Linked DNA regions of Mus musculus: regions 1 and 3 are each linked to region 2. The links are chromatin contacts, called in public promoter capture Hi-C and targeted proximity ligation maps. All regions are on one chromosome and are shown on one strand. The core of a region is the stretch at or near the end of the contact, and the rest is flanking DNA. Distances in the headings are between cores, read along the strand shown.

Region 1 (4,000 bases), core at 252-2,751, 330 kb before region 2:
TGCAATGGTGGTCTCGTAACCTTCGTTTACAAACCGGGTTAGGCAAGCTGCTTTTGCGTGATGAAGCTATCTTGAGTAAATAGCATCCTATGTCCCCTGCCGGTCACTTGCTCAAGATATAGCTGGACATTGCATTAGAGCCACTGACACACAGAGTTTTGAAAATGAAAACAGGCTCTCTGACTTATGATCAGATAGCGTTTAACTCATTCACGATTGCACCGAGCTTTCCCAAGGCCCCAGGCCACAGAAGGAGTATTGCCACAGTGCAGATAGAAGATGCTGGGCATAGTTAGAATCTCGGATCCCCGAGCCCTGGGACAATGAGGCTTCCAAAGGCAAAGGGGTCAGATGGGGTTTACATTGCCTTGGCCTCGGTAGCCAAATGTGGCCCCCTGGGACTTTCCAGCCTCTTAGATTGACCTGGGGCACAGATCTGACTCCCCAGGGACTGGGAGATTGCATGTCCCTCTTCTGGCTACCTTTCTGGCTGATATGGACTCTGAGTCTAAAGGAAGGGAAATTGTGAATCTTTTCCTTTTTTTTATTTACTATTTGTGTGTGCGTGCGTGTGTGTGTGTGTGTGTGTGTGTGTGTGTGTGTGTGTGTGTGTTTAATGGATGGTTTCTCACTAAACCTGGAGCTTACCAAATCTATTAGAATAGCTAATCAGTGGGCCCAAGTGATCCTTCTATCCCAAACTCCCTGACCCTAGAGTTACATAATGCCACCCCTTCCTTCGTGTTTTTTACCCCTGCTTCTCCCGTCCTCATGATCGCACTGTAAGCACTTTGTCTACTGAGCTGTCTTTCAAGCCCAGCATGGGTAGCATTCCTGGCATCTATTGCCTTGTAACAACCCTGCATCATGCTGGCTGAACTGACAAAGATCTGCTCATTTCTCACAGTTCTGATCATCAAATAAGCTCTCCTGCTGCCCTTGCTTCAACTTGTAAACACATTAGCTTGTGTTTGCCGGCTAGTCAGCTGGAACAGAAGAACAAGATGGTCTCACTCATGAACTTGGTGGGTAGTGCTCAGCTGTGGCTGGGACCTCTTGGTCCTGCCTATAGCCTCTCAGCCTCCACAGTGGTCTCAGGAAGCTGGTCCAAACAGTAAAGACAAAAGAGCCGTGAAGGACTACGAGCCAAGATTCAAGAAGCAAGAAACAGACTCTGGCTCCTGATAGGAGTTGCTGAGAAATCTGTTTTTCAAGCTATTGCAAGGCATGAGAGTCGCAATGACTCCGTGGAAATCTCCCCACCATTAGAAAATACATTAGCTGTATTTTCCAAAGCTAAAGTCTAGACTCACTGGATGACAAAAGGATTTTTTGCTGACTTGTGGACCTGTGTAATCTTATGGGCTTCCATGGAGTTTTGTATCCACTGCAGTGTTTGGCTGAATTTTTAAGACATTTTGGGTAAGATTCTGTGGCTGTGGCTCAGAAGAAAACTGCTTCCCTAAGCACACAGAGAGTCCTAGTTCCATCTCCAGGACTGGGGCCAGTGGTAGGGGAAGTCATGTGGTCAGGTTACTCTTCTAGTTGCTCTGAACAAATACCTGACAAGAAGTGATTTATTTTGGCTTACAGTTTAAGGGGATATCATGACAGGGAAGATACAGGGGGTAGGCAGCTACGTGGCGGCAGGATCATATAGTGTCAAGTTCAGTGGACCAGTTGGCATAGAGGGTCTGGGGTCAAAAGTGGGGCTAAGCTATAATACTGAATGTCTGCCTCTCAGCCCACTTCCTCCAGTGAAACATCACCTCCAAAAGATTCCACAACCTCCCCCAAACAGGGTTGTCAGTAGGAATCCAAGTGTTCAAATACATGACTTTATAAAGAATACTATATGTTCAAACCATAACACTTGGGAAGTATTGTCAAATCCCCAGTCCCTGGCTTCACCCAAGGCCTGTTAGGCAATAATGAGATGAAGCAGACAGAAGTGACCTGGGAATCTGTACTACCGATAACTCTCTCTGTGAATTACGATTCACAGTCAGGTTGAAAGCCTTCAGGCTTAGCAGACAAGACTTACAGGAAAGAGCACTAATCTGGGATATGGAACAAAGTGAAGCAGACATGAACTTGTCTTTAGGGAAAGACTCCTCCACCAAGTTACAAAGCTTCACACTGGGGTCTAGAAGTTAAGAAGGCATAGACCCCTCCCCCACATTGTCCACAGTGCTCTGTGCGCTGAGTGATATTCTGTTGAGTTTGCAGCAGAATGCATTCACCCTTCACAGCCCCATGAAGTGAATGTTATCAGAAGGCCCACTTTATAGGTAGACAAAGTAAGTTTATAAGAGGTTCACAATTTACCCAAAGTCACCTAGCCAATAAAGACAGAACTGGAATTCAATCCCAGGCTACCTAACTTCAGAGGTTATGGTTTTTACCAATTAGAGCAGGTACCTCAACCACCTGTTCAGAGGTCACCCTCCTGAGGGCCACCAACCATCCCAGACCATAAGCAACCTACCAGAAAAGTACCAGGCAGCATTCTCTGGCTCGATGACAAGTCCTAAGCCAATGTCTCTCAGCTCAGGTGTTCATATTTCAAATCACTTGGGCAGATAGTTTTAAACAGGAATGCTCTATCCTCAAAAGATTGTATGCACTTCTTTGGATAGGATGCAGTCATAGACGTAGTCTAAAGACTTCCAGATGATCCTAGTGCAGACCACCCAAAGTTCAGAAAGATGATATAATGTGTTTGCCCTCAAATGTGGGGTCTGGTGGGGATGTGAAGTTCTGGAGATGAATAGAAATACTCTCTCTCTCTCTCTCTCTCTCTCTCTCTTTCTTGGCAAAGAGAATGGTAGCACCAGCATTGAGGGCCCCTATGACCTCCATATACCATAAATTTATGAAAACAAAAAAACTAAAGCTTCAAAAAAAAAACAAAAAAAAACTTCTGAACCAGGCTTGGGAGCACATGCCAACACTTGGGAGGTAAAGGTAGAAAGATTAAGAATCCAACATCATCTTCAGCTACTTAGCAAATTTGTGACCAACCTGGGTTACATAAGATCCCATTGAAGAAGAAGAAGAAGAAGAAGAAGAAGAAGAAGAAGAAGAAGAAGAAGAAGAAGAAGAAGAAGAAGAAGAAGAAGAAGAAGAAGAAGAAAAAGAAGAAGAAGAAGAGGAGGAGGAGGAGGAGCAGGAGGAGGAGGAGGAGCAGGAGGAGGAGCAGGAGCAGGAGGAGCAGGAGGAGGAGCAGGAGCAGGAGGAGGAGCAGGAGCAGGAGAAGGAGGAGCAGGAGGAGGAGGAGGAGCAGGAGGAGGAGGGGAGGAGGAGGAGGAGCAGGAGCAGGAGCAGGAGCAGGAGGAGGAGCAGGAGCAGGAGGAGGAGCAGGAGCAGGAGCAGGAGGAGGAGCAGGAGGAGCAGGAGCAGGAGCAGAAGGAGCAGGAGCAGGAGTAGGAGCAGGAGCAGGAGCAGGAGGAGGAGCAGGAGCAGGAGGAGGAGGAGGAGCAGGAGGAGGAGCAGGAGGAGGAGCAGGAGCAGGAAGAGGAGCAGGAAGAGGAATGGGAGAAGAACGAACTTTAGATCCTTGGGGATACTCTGTCCCCTAACACTGCCGATGCACTAGCCATATTAGACAGCCAGTCGATGATCCCAATGGTGTGACTCGGAGCCTTCAGTTGAGTCAGAGTGGGGTGAGCCCTTTCACCAGTGCCTTTATACCATGCTACCAGGTTGATTCCATTGTGTCCTGCATTAGAGTTGCTGATCTGCCCTAGAATCTCAGTCCATAGATTATGAAAATAAGGCTTGGCAAGGAGAAGTAACTTGTTCTAAGGTCAGTCAGCACGCTTGTTCCAGAGGTAAAGCTATAGTCTAAAGCTCCTGGCTATTGCCGTGTTCTTTTTCTGTAGATTCCTGTACCTTGAAGATATATTTGAAATGTTACCTGATTGGTCTCTGCCGTCAATGGTGTATAATTTCTCTCACACAGCAGATGAGTCTAGAAGCCAAAGGAGAGTGACATGGC
Region 2 (3,977 bases), core at 63-2,562:
GACATCTGAACATTCTAACACTATTCCTTGGGGATTGGTTTAACCTAGGGTTTGGAGGTTTAACACCTCCCCCAGGGAACTTCTAACATCACGTGGGGGCATTTTTGACTGTGGCACTGGAGGGGGGTTGGGGGGTGTCACAGACCAGCATCTATGGAATTGATAGAATTCTAGCAAGTACAGTACAGTCTCTCACCACAAGGAATCATCTGAAGACAAAGCGTAATCATCACATTAGTTAAGAAACACTGATTTACACCAACCCCTTCTTGGATCCTCTTTCCAATAACACCGATCTTTTTGTTACCAGTACCTATAGCCTCCAAGACAATCTACAACAAAGTTAAGCACTTCCTGAAGTCTCACCAAGTTATTGGGCTCAGCACACTATTTTGCTTCCCTTATATTCATGAAAGAGTTGCTGTCAAGTTAAGCCAGTTTTAAATAGGAAAACACGTTTCTGCACAGCATTACAGTAGGCATAGAGCAAACCAAAAGTTCGACCGCCTTTAAATCCAAGGTGATCTCATACGACAAGAGTTGAAGTGTCTCCGTTTTCAGCATGCATACACCCTTCTCTCTGAAACCTTCCCTCGCCCACGGCTCCTCCTCTTCCACACGCCTTCTCAGTTCCTAACACACATCTCTACTATATAACTTAATACGGCTAATTGCCGACTTCTACCATTCCTTCATGCTGGGATCTCCTTAAACTGGAACATGCATTAGAAGATATAAAACGTCGCCTCACAAAAATGAAATGAGCAGGACTAAATCCGTTAAGTTACCAAAGTAATAATAAAAACTACTACCATTTCCGGGTCACCACCAACATGCCCGTGCCCAAGAAGGTTGCCTCCCGCCCCGCTTCCCCCCTCTTTTTTCACACCGAGGCTACCACATCCCTTCACCTGCAGAAGTGAAATGGCACCTGTGGCCTTGAGTCCATCTGAGCTACCTGTTCATGCCTCAGTTTCAAAAGTCAGTTCTAAACAGTTTGTTTTGTTTTGATCACATAACCTGTGATCATATGTGAGCATAACCCGCCTCCGTCTAGTTGCTGCGGGTGAAGAGGCTCAGGCCCAGGTCCCCAGAGCACAGAGGGAGGCGACAACGCCGGCTAGACCCCTATCACGGTTCCTCCTGGATCTTACCTGGCTGTCCCACCTAGCTCGGTGATATCTAGCCGAACGTCGCACGCCCAGACCCCGACTCCTTTCCTCAGCCCACTTCTGTGGCTGAAACGACCCGCGCGCGCTCTGCGTCATCACTTGGCGCCCGCGAGCGATCACATGATGCCCGGGCCCGGGCCGCCGCCCCTTGGTCACGTGACGGGCTAGGGACTCCAGGACAGAAACCCGGGTCCCGGCAGCTGACGCTCTGCGGCCCGGGACTCTAGGGGGATCCCTGGGGTGGGAGACGGGGACCGGGGCGCCCAGTCCACGCGGCCAGCGTCGGACGGCTGACAGGTGAGTCGGAGGCGGGCCTGCGGGTTCGAGGTCCATTCCTTCCCCCGTGGGCCACGTCCGGTACTGTCCCCGGAGCCAACGGGAAAACCTAGGGCTTGCAGGGTTGGGGTTGCACGCCTGATGTTCACCCACGCCTTCATGGAAATCGCTCTTGCATGCTTCTTTGAAGCTTTTGGGGTGATGCTCAGCTACTTGGCCCATAGCTGAGCTTGCAAGTTTCTCGGAGCGGTGCCTTGCTAATGTGGCTGATCTTGCACTTACTCTCCAGAAAATCAAGTAGTCACTGGAGTGATGATGGGCGAGAGCGCGCGGGGGGGTGGGGGGGGGGGTGGGGGGGGGAATAAAAGTCCTGTCGCTCACTGTGAGTTTGTGCAAGTCGTTCCTCTATACCCTAGTCTCCCTCACCTGAGACATGGTGCTGTAGTCCTTGTATTGGGGGCAGGTAGTTCTACTGGGTCCTGATTCTTCTATGATAGGAAATTTAAAAGTTGGACTCATAAAAAAAGAAAAGAAAAGTTGGACTCTTGATTTCTATATAGATGAGGGATAGTGAAGGAGTTTTATTATCTCTAACCACAGCCAGGGACTCTTTCCTTAGGTCTGCTGTTCTCACTTGTGGGTTTCATGACCCCTTTAGCAAACCTGTTTCCATAAACGTTTACATTATGATTCTTAACAGTAGCAAAATTATAGTTACTAAGTATCAATGAAAATGATTTTATGGTTGGGGTCACCACAACATGTATTAAAAGGTCAGGAAGGAAAGTTGTCTTAGATGTTAAGAATTAATGAATCAGGACTTGAGAGATGGGCCCAGTGGCTAAGACTGTTTGTTTTTCCTGAGGCCCCGGGTTCAATTCTAAGTACCCATGTGGTGACTCTCAACTATCTATAACTCCAGATCCAGGGGATCCAACACCCTCAGACATCCATGCAGGCAAAACACCAATGGACACAAAATAAATATAATTTTAAAAATTCATGAGTCACATTGGGGTGATCCAGCTTATTCCAGAACTTTTCTGGGACAGCCTCTGTTATGGATTTGAGACTGCTTTCTTTAGGGATCTGAGGTTTTGTGAAAAGAAGAAAAAATCCATCTGCTTTTGTCCTCTACACTTTAATTTTCTAAAGATATTTTGTTCTGTACTTACTGGGTAACAGATGCCATTCTTGAAAACACGTTCCTTTGACAAGGGGTTCTTCCTATTTAAAAAAAAAAAAAAAAAAAAAAAGTTACATGCCAAGATCCTAAAACTAAAGCTGCCATACTTTGTAACCTATAAAGTAATATTAAGAAGGGAATTAAGATCTGTGGTTCTGTTCCGTGCCATTAACAATTCAGTTCAACCCAGAGTTAGAGTACTGGTGTTTGCAAGTGCTCTTTGTATGTGTTGGCTAACTTATGTCTCCTGCTCTCAGTAGTGTATAGACATCATGATAACTGGAGCTCAGGGTTCTGCACTACTGTATCTTCAGATCCTAAAACAGTGCTTGGTCTGCAGCTAAGGCCACACTATTAAATTATTTATCAGTTGAGTGTTAGAAGGCTAATATGAAAGTAGAGGTTGTCATTTTTCAAAACGTTTTATTATTTGTGAATCATCACAAATCACATCATGCATCCCAGTCCCACTTATCTCCTCATCCTCTCACCTTTTGCTCTTACAGCCCCTCCTCCAAAACACACACACAGCATAGAGAAACATCTCATTGTGGAAGCTGTAGTGTGTCTCACAGTATATCCCTCTCTCCACACATTTTCACTTGCAAATGTTCATCACAGTGAGTCATTGGTCTCTGGCCTCTGTGACACCATCAGTGTTGGATCCTCACTGGGACTCCTCCTGGTTATCCTGGTGTTGTTCTGTGGCCATTGATAAAACTTTAATAAGGTTCATCACTCAGAAACCCCAGAAGTATTCTATTTTATTCATCATCTCCCTAACTGTTGATAGCAACACAAAGGGACGTACAAATGTGAGTGCTCCTGATGCTGAAAACGAAGCTGGCTTCCTAGAAGGCGATGGATGACGATGTAGCTAAGTGGGTACAGTTTGTGACTCGCCCCATTTCCTTGCCCATCGTTTGGTTAGGCTGTTGCTTTCTTCGTCTACTTTCAAGATCCTGTGAACATTTCTGAACTCAATCCTCCTGTCCACCTTCTTGTTTCAAATCTGACTTCCAAATTATTTGTCCTAGAAAAGGTTTTAACTGTTATATTCTAAAGTGTCTTTTTTTTTTTTAATAGCTTCATGGTGACTTTCTCAAAATCTGGCTTCCTAGATCTTGAACCTACGAAATATCACCCAGCATAATCTGAACACTCACCCAGCAGTAGTCAGTAAAAGACCCAGCCTCTAGCAAATGGCTGGTCCCCTGTTTATCCTGACCACACTCTCTAGCACTCCTATCTTTTATGATTCTTTGCTCTGGGTCTTCCTGCCCAGCATACTGCAGGCTGCTCATAGGGGCAGAGATCACTTCTTATAGTCTTCATACTGACTC
Region 3 (4,136 bases), core at 1,530-4,029, 340 kb after region 2:
TGTCCTGGAACTGGAGGGAGTGATGGGCTGTGTAAACATAACCCTTGACCTCCCAGGGACGGTGGCTCTCCTGGACTCTGGATCCAGGTGGGTTTATGGAGTTTGGGGGCGGGGGCGGTCCTGTGTGGAAGATGACAGTGGCCCAGGTGCCTTTGCCCTTCTGCTGACTTCTGGCAGTGACTGAAGAAGACTGAGTTTCATCCTAGTTTAGGTAGAAGCCTATTGCTCGGGCATCCTTTTGGCCTTTCCAAATGAGTTTGTATAAAGCAGAAATCAGGGAGTGGATATCTTCTAGAAACAGGTGCCTGGGGCCTTTGCCATCACAGATGGTAAGAGTCTGGCCAGCCTCGGCTTTGAGCCTTTACCACAGGTCTTGAACTTGGACGATTCTTACCCAGCTCAGGTGGTAGGTAGGACCTAATCTGTAGATGAGGAAACTGGCTGGGTGGTGTTCAAAACAGCATGGCCACGCAGTTGTGTAGCTGCACAGTTTGGAGGGTTTGCGTCCCTGGGGTATTTTGGCCCTCTGTTCTTTCCACCCTTGGGATCAGTCATACAGAACCATTTGATTAGACTTTAGATCTGGGGTTCTTGACTTCAAGGCTGGTGACTTCAGGCGAGCTCATTCTTTGTGATGAGCTAGCCTGTGCCTTATTTTGCCTTCAGGTTGATAAGTAAGAAAAGGCCTCTAACCAGTGCTAGGTGTCTCTTGAGTGAACAACACCCCTAGCTGAAAAACGCTAAACTGGACTTAAAAAAAAAAGAATTATTTATTTTATGTATATGAGTACACTGTAGCTGTCTTCAGACACAGCAGAAGAGGACATCAGATCCCATTATAGATCGTTGTGAACCACCATGTGGTTGCTGGGAATTGAACTTAGGACTTCTGGAAGAACAGTCAATGCTCTTAACCACTGAGCCATCTCTCCAGCCCCTAAACTGATTCTTTTCAGTGTTATTATTAGGCACTTTAATGGAAGAAAGGCTATGACTTTTTCAAAGCAGTTGCAGACTGGTTTGATCATTGTGCTAGACTTAGTTTTTTTTTTTTTTTTTTTTTGGTTTTATTTTTCACATTTTATTCATTTGATTATTTTTTCGGGGGGGGGGGCGGGGAGCATGCCACAGCATGCATGTTTAGGGTGCATGTTTAGGTAAGAGGGCAAATTAAGGGAGTCACTTCTCTCCTTCTATCAAGTGGGTCCTGGGGATAGAACTCGGATTGTCAGGCTTGGTGGGAGGTGTCTTCACCTGCTGAGCAGCCTTGCTGGCTCTTCAAGCAGGGTTTTCAGTTGTGCATAGCTAAGTTATGATTTTAGAAATTTGACAAGCTAGGCCATATTGCACCCAAGAAGCCACTAGAGTCAAAATTCCACATCACACTAATAACAACCACTTGCTCTAACACGCAAAGCATTGAATGACGTGACAGTGGTGTCAGAGGATGAAGAATGCAGGGTGGCTTAAATGAAAGTGACCCCCGTGACTCATGTGTTTGAATACTTGGTCCCCTGTTGGTGGAACTGTTTGGGAAGGATTGGGAGCCTTGTTGGAGAAGTTGTGTCACTCTGGGGGAGGGCTTTGAGATTTCAAAAGACTCAAGCCATTCCTAGTGCCTTCTCTCTGCCTCATGACTGTGGATCAAGATGTGAGCTCTCAGCTGCTGGTGACACCACACCTCTGTTCTGTTGTCATGGACCCTTTGAACTGCAAGTTTAATTAAAATGTTTCCTTTTATAAGTTGCCTTGGTCACAGTGTTTCCGCAGAGCAATAGAAACATAAACTAAGACAGAATGCTTGGCCACTGAGGCCATGGAGCTGTCTTCCTGACATAGCCTGGTTGGCGACTGCTCCCGGCCTCTCCTCCTTCCTCACTAGGTGGCCATGGGTGTGAGTCCATTCTGACACACCTAAGTTTTGTTGTTCATGAGATGACGGTGGGTTGGCCATGCCTGCCTGTCAAGGTGACCATGGAACCAAGGTCTCGAATGTGAAAGAGTTTCATAACTGGTCAAGCTTGAACTGCTCTGACTATAGAGATTGGTGTCCCCTTGGCTTCTCTCTCTTTTTTTTTTAATCCCATTCTGCCCTGCCTGCCCTGGCTCTTCTCCAGCTTCTGTGTGCACGGCAGGTCCTGTTTATGTCTCCCAGCCCCTGACTGACTTGGACACTTGTGAATTCCCCCTCGATTCTGTGGGCTAAATTGCTGTTATGTTTATGATCTTTACAGTTTGTAATATACAGCTTATAGTTATCATAAATAAATATTTACATATTTTAAGTGGGATAACTATCTAGTTAATGGTATTCGTGGTCAGATCCAGGTCCTGCACGGTGATGTGAGTGGATCTGGACGTTGTGTTTGTCTCCCTCAAGTACGGTTGTTCTGGTCTCCGTCAGCACATGCCTCAGCTCCCTCCAGACTTTCCACCCTCAGACTCCTCTCTGGGTTCTCATTTGATGCTCCTTTCTCTGTGGGACCTTTCCCCCTCAAGAGTCTAGCAGTCTCCTGCCAGCTCCACTGAAACCTAGGCTTTCCTGTCACATCGCTGGTCCTGATATGCTGGGTTCTGTCACTGGCCCTAGAGCCATTTCAAGGCAAGGACTTGCCCATTAAACAATAGCAACACAACCGTTTTCTTTCTTTTTAATGTAAGTGAATTAATATAATGTAAAATTCACCACTTTAAGGCAAACAGCTCAGTACTTACTCTGGTCTGGTTTCATTTCCTCCAACAAATCCGTGAACGCATGATGACGAAGGCTCTGGTAGCGGTAATGTTTACACAGCTTCATGCATGTGCTTCATGCCGCAGACTGGCACCCTTCAGGGTGTTAAGAGATCAGTTTTGGGACATGTATTTTGTTACATACAAAAGCTCAGACCGCGAGCAGGCATTTCTTTTTCCTGCCGTTTCCCTAACTTGGAGCCCAGTGTGTGCTTCAGACATCCATCATTTTGCCCCTGGTTCATAACCTAGTTGCTGAATAAAACTCGATTTCTGAATAAGCACACAGAGTACCAGGTTTCTCTATGGTATTTCCATCTGTCCTTTACGATGAGCAAATGAAGTGGGTTTTGCTTTTACATTTATTCTTGATGCCATTTGAAGACTGTGTGTACTGGGAGTATTAACCACTAGGGAAACTTCTTTCAAATATTTCAATAGAGTTTATTTGCGAGTCTTCTAATTTTATTTGCAAAGCTCCATAGGAATGACTCTGAAACCAAAAACTATTTTTTTTAAATTGTCATTATTTTATTCTTTGTACATGGATGCTTTGCCTGTACACGATCTATGTGTATGACTACTTCATAAGCCACCTTGTAGGTGCTGGGAATTGAACCTGGGTTCTCTGGAAGAATAGCCAGTGTCCAGAACTTTCAACTGCTGAGCCATCTCTTCAACCCCATGTATTTTGTTTTTTTAATTAAAACAGATCCCAGTTTTATCCCTGTAGATATTTTGCTTGCACATGTGTCACCTGGTGCCTGTAGGGGCCAGAAGAGACAGTCGGGTCCCCTGGAACTGGAGTTACAGATGGGAGCCACCTTGTGGGTAGTGGGAATCGAACCTGGGTCCTCTGGAAGAGCAGGCAGTGCTCTTAGCCACTTAGCCATCTCTCCAGCCTCTGGAATCTTGTTTGGTGGTTTATCTTCAGTTTCTTCAGCCACCCTGCTCCTGTCCAGCACACTTGGGCAAAAAGAGCCGAATGAATCTCTGAGGCTCTGGAGTGCCGGGCACACATAACCTGTCGAATGGTACTTTTTAGTTAATGTTTATTTCATGTGAAGACTGAAAGTCCAGCATTCTGTTTTTCCAGAAATTAACATTTCAAGCCCAGTTTCATTCTGGAAACATGACTGCTTTGTTCATCTATCTGATTTTTTTTTTTTTTGGGTCTCTTTTTGTCTCCCTCACAGCTGACAAGATGTTGTTCTTTTCCTCTGCTCTATAATTTATAAAATTGTATTGCAGTTGGCTTGAGGAGAATTGACTTAAGCATAGTTGAGCCTGTGAGTTTTCCTTCTGGCATGGACAAAAGCATCATTAATTATGAATATGAATTCCTTTTGGAAGTGACAAGATTGAACGTTTCCTCCTGCCAGCAGGCAGCTGTCTCATTCTGA

Evidence for each region. Promoter capture Hi-C pulls out the DNA fragments that hold promoters and counts their contacts.
Region 1: a contact with region 2 is called in a targeted proximity ligation map of microglia, with 6 times the contacts expected there. A contact is called at or near these places in 5 of 39 promoter capture datasets (the C10 cell line, liver, pre-B cells and 1 more), 1 of 484 Hi-C or Micro-C datasets (bone marrow-derived macrophages), 13 of 130 datasets of targeted methods (the NIH/3T3 cell line, the SCID.adh cell line, bone marrow-derived macrophages and 8 more) and 2 of 9 other capture datasets (adipose tissue and liver).
Region 3: a contact with region 2 is called in a promoter capture Hi-C map of pre-B cells, with 2.7 times the contacts expected there. A contact is called at or near these places in 5 of 39 promoter capture datasets (the C10 cell line, frontonasal cranial neural crest, liver and 1 more), 1 of 484 Hi-C or Micro-C datasets (B cells) and 2 of 130 datasets of targeted methods (pancreatic cancer cells and pro-B cells).

What each region holds. Positions count from the first base shown.
Region 1 is chr15:59,703,327-59,707,326 of GRCm38.p6, reverse strand. No RefSeq gene overlaps it. Among named protein-coding and RNA genes, the nearest start is that of Trib1, 57 kb to the right of the region's middle.
Region 2 is chr15:59,371,533-59,375,509 of GRCm38.p6, reverse strand. It overlaps Nsmce2 (NSE2/MMS21 homolog, SMC5-SMC6 complex SUMO ligase), which reads right to left and starts at 1,312. Exons shown (of 7, transcript NM_026746.3): 1 at 1,155-1,312. Washc5 (WASH complex subunit 5) reads left to right here and starts at 1,323. Exons shown (of 29, transcript NM_153548.3): 1 at 1,323-1,469.
Region 3 is chr15:59,036,449-59,040,584 of GRCm38.p6, reverse strand. All of the region lies in intron 3 of Mtss1 (MTSS I-BAR domain containing 1), which reads left to right. Among named protein-coding and RNA genes, the nearest start is that of Mtss1, 44 kb to the left of the region's middle.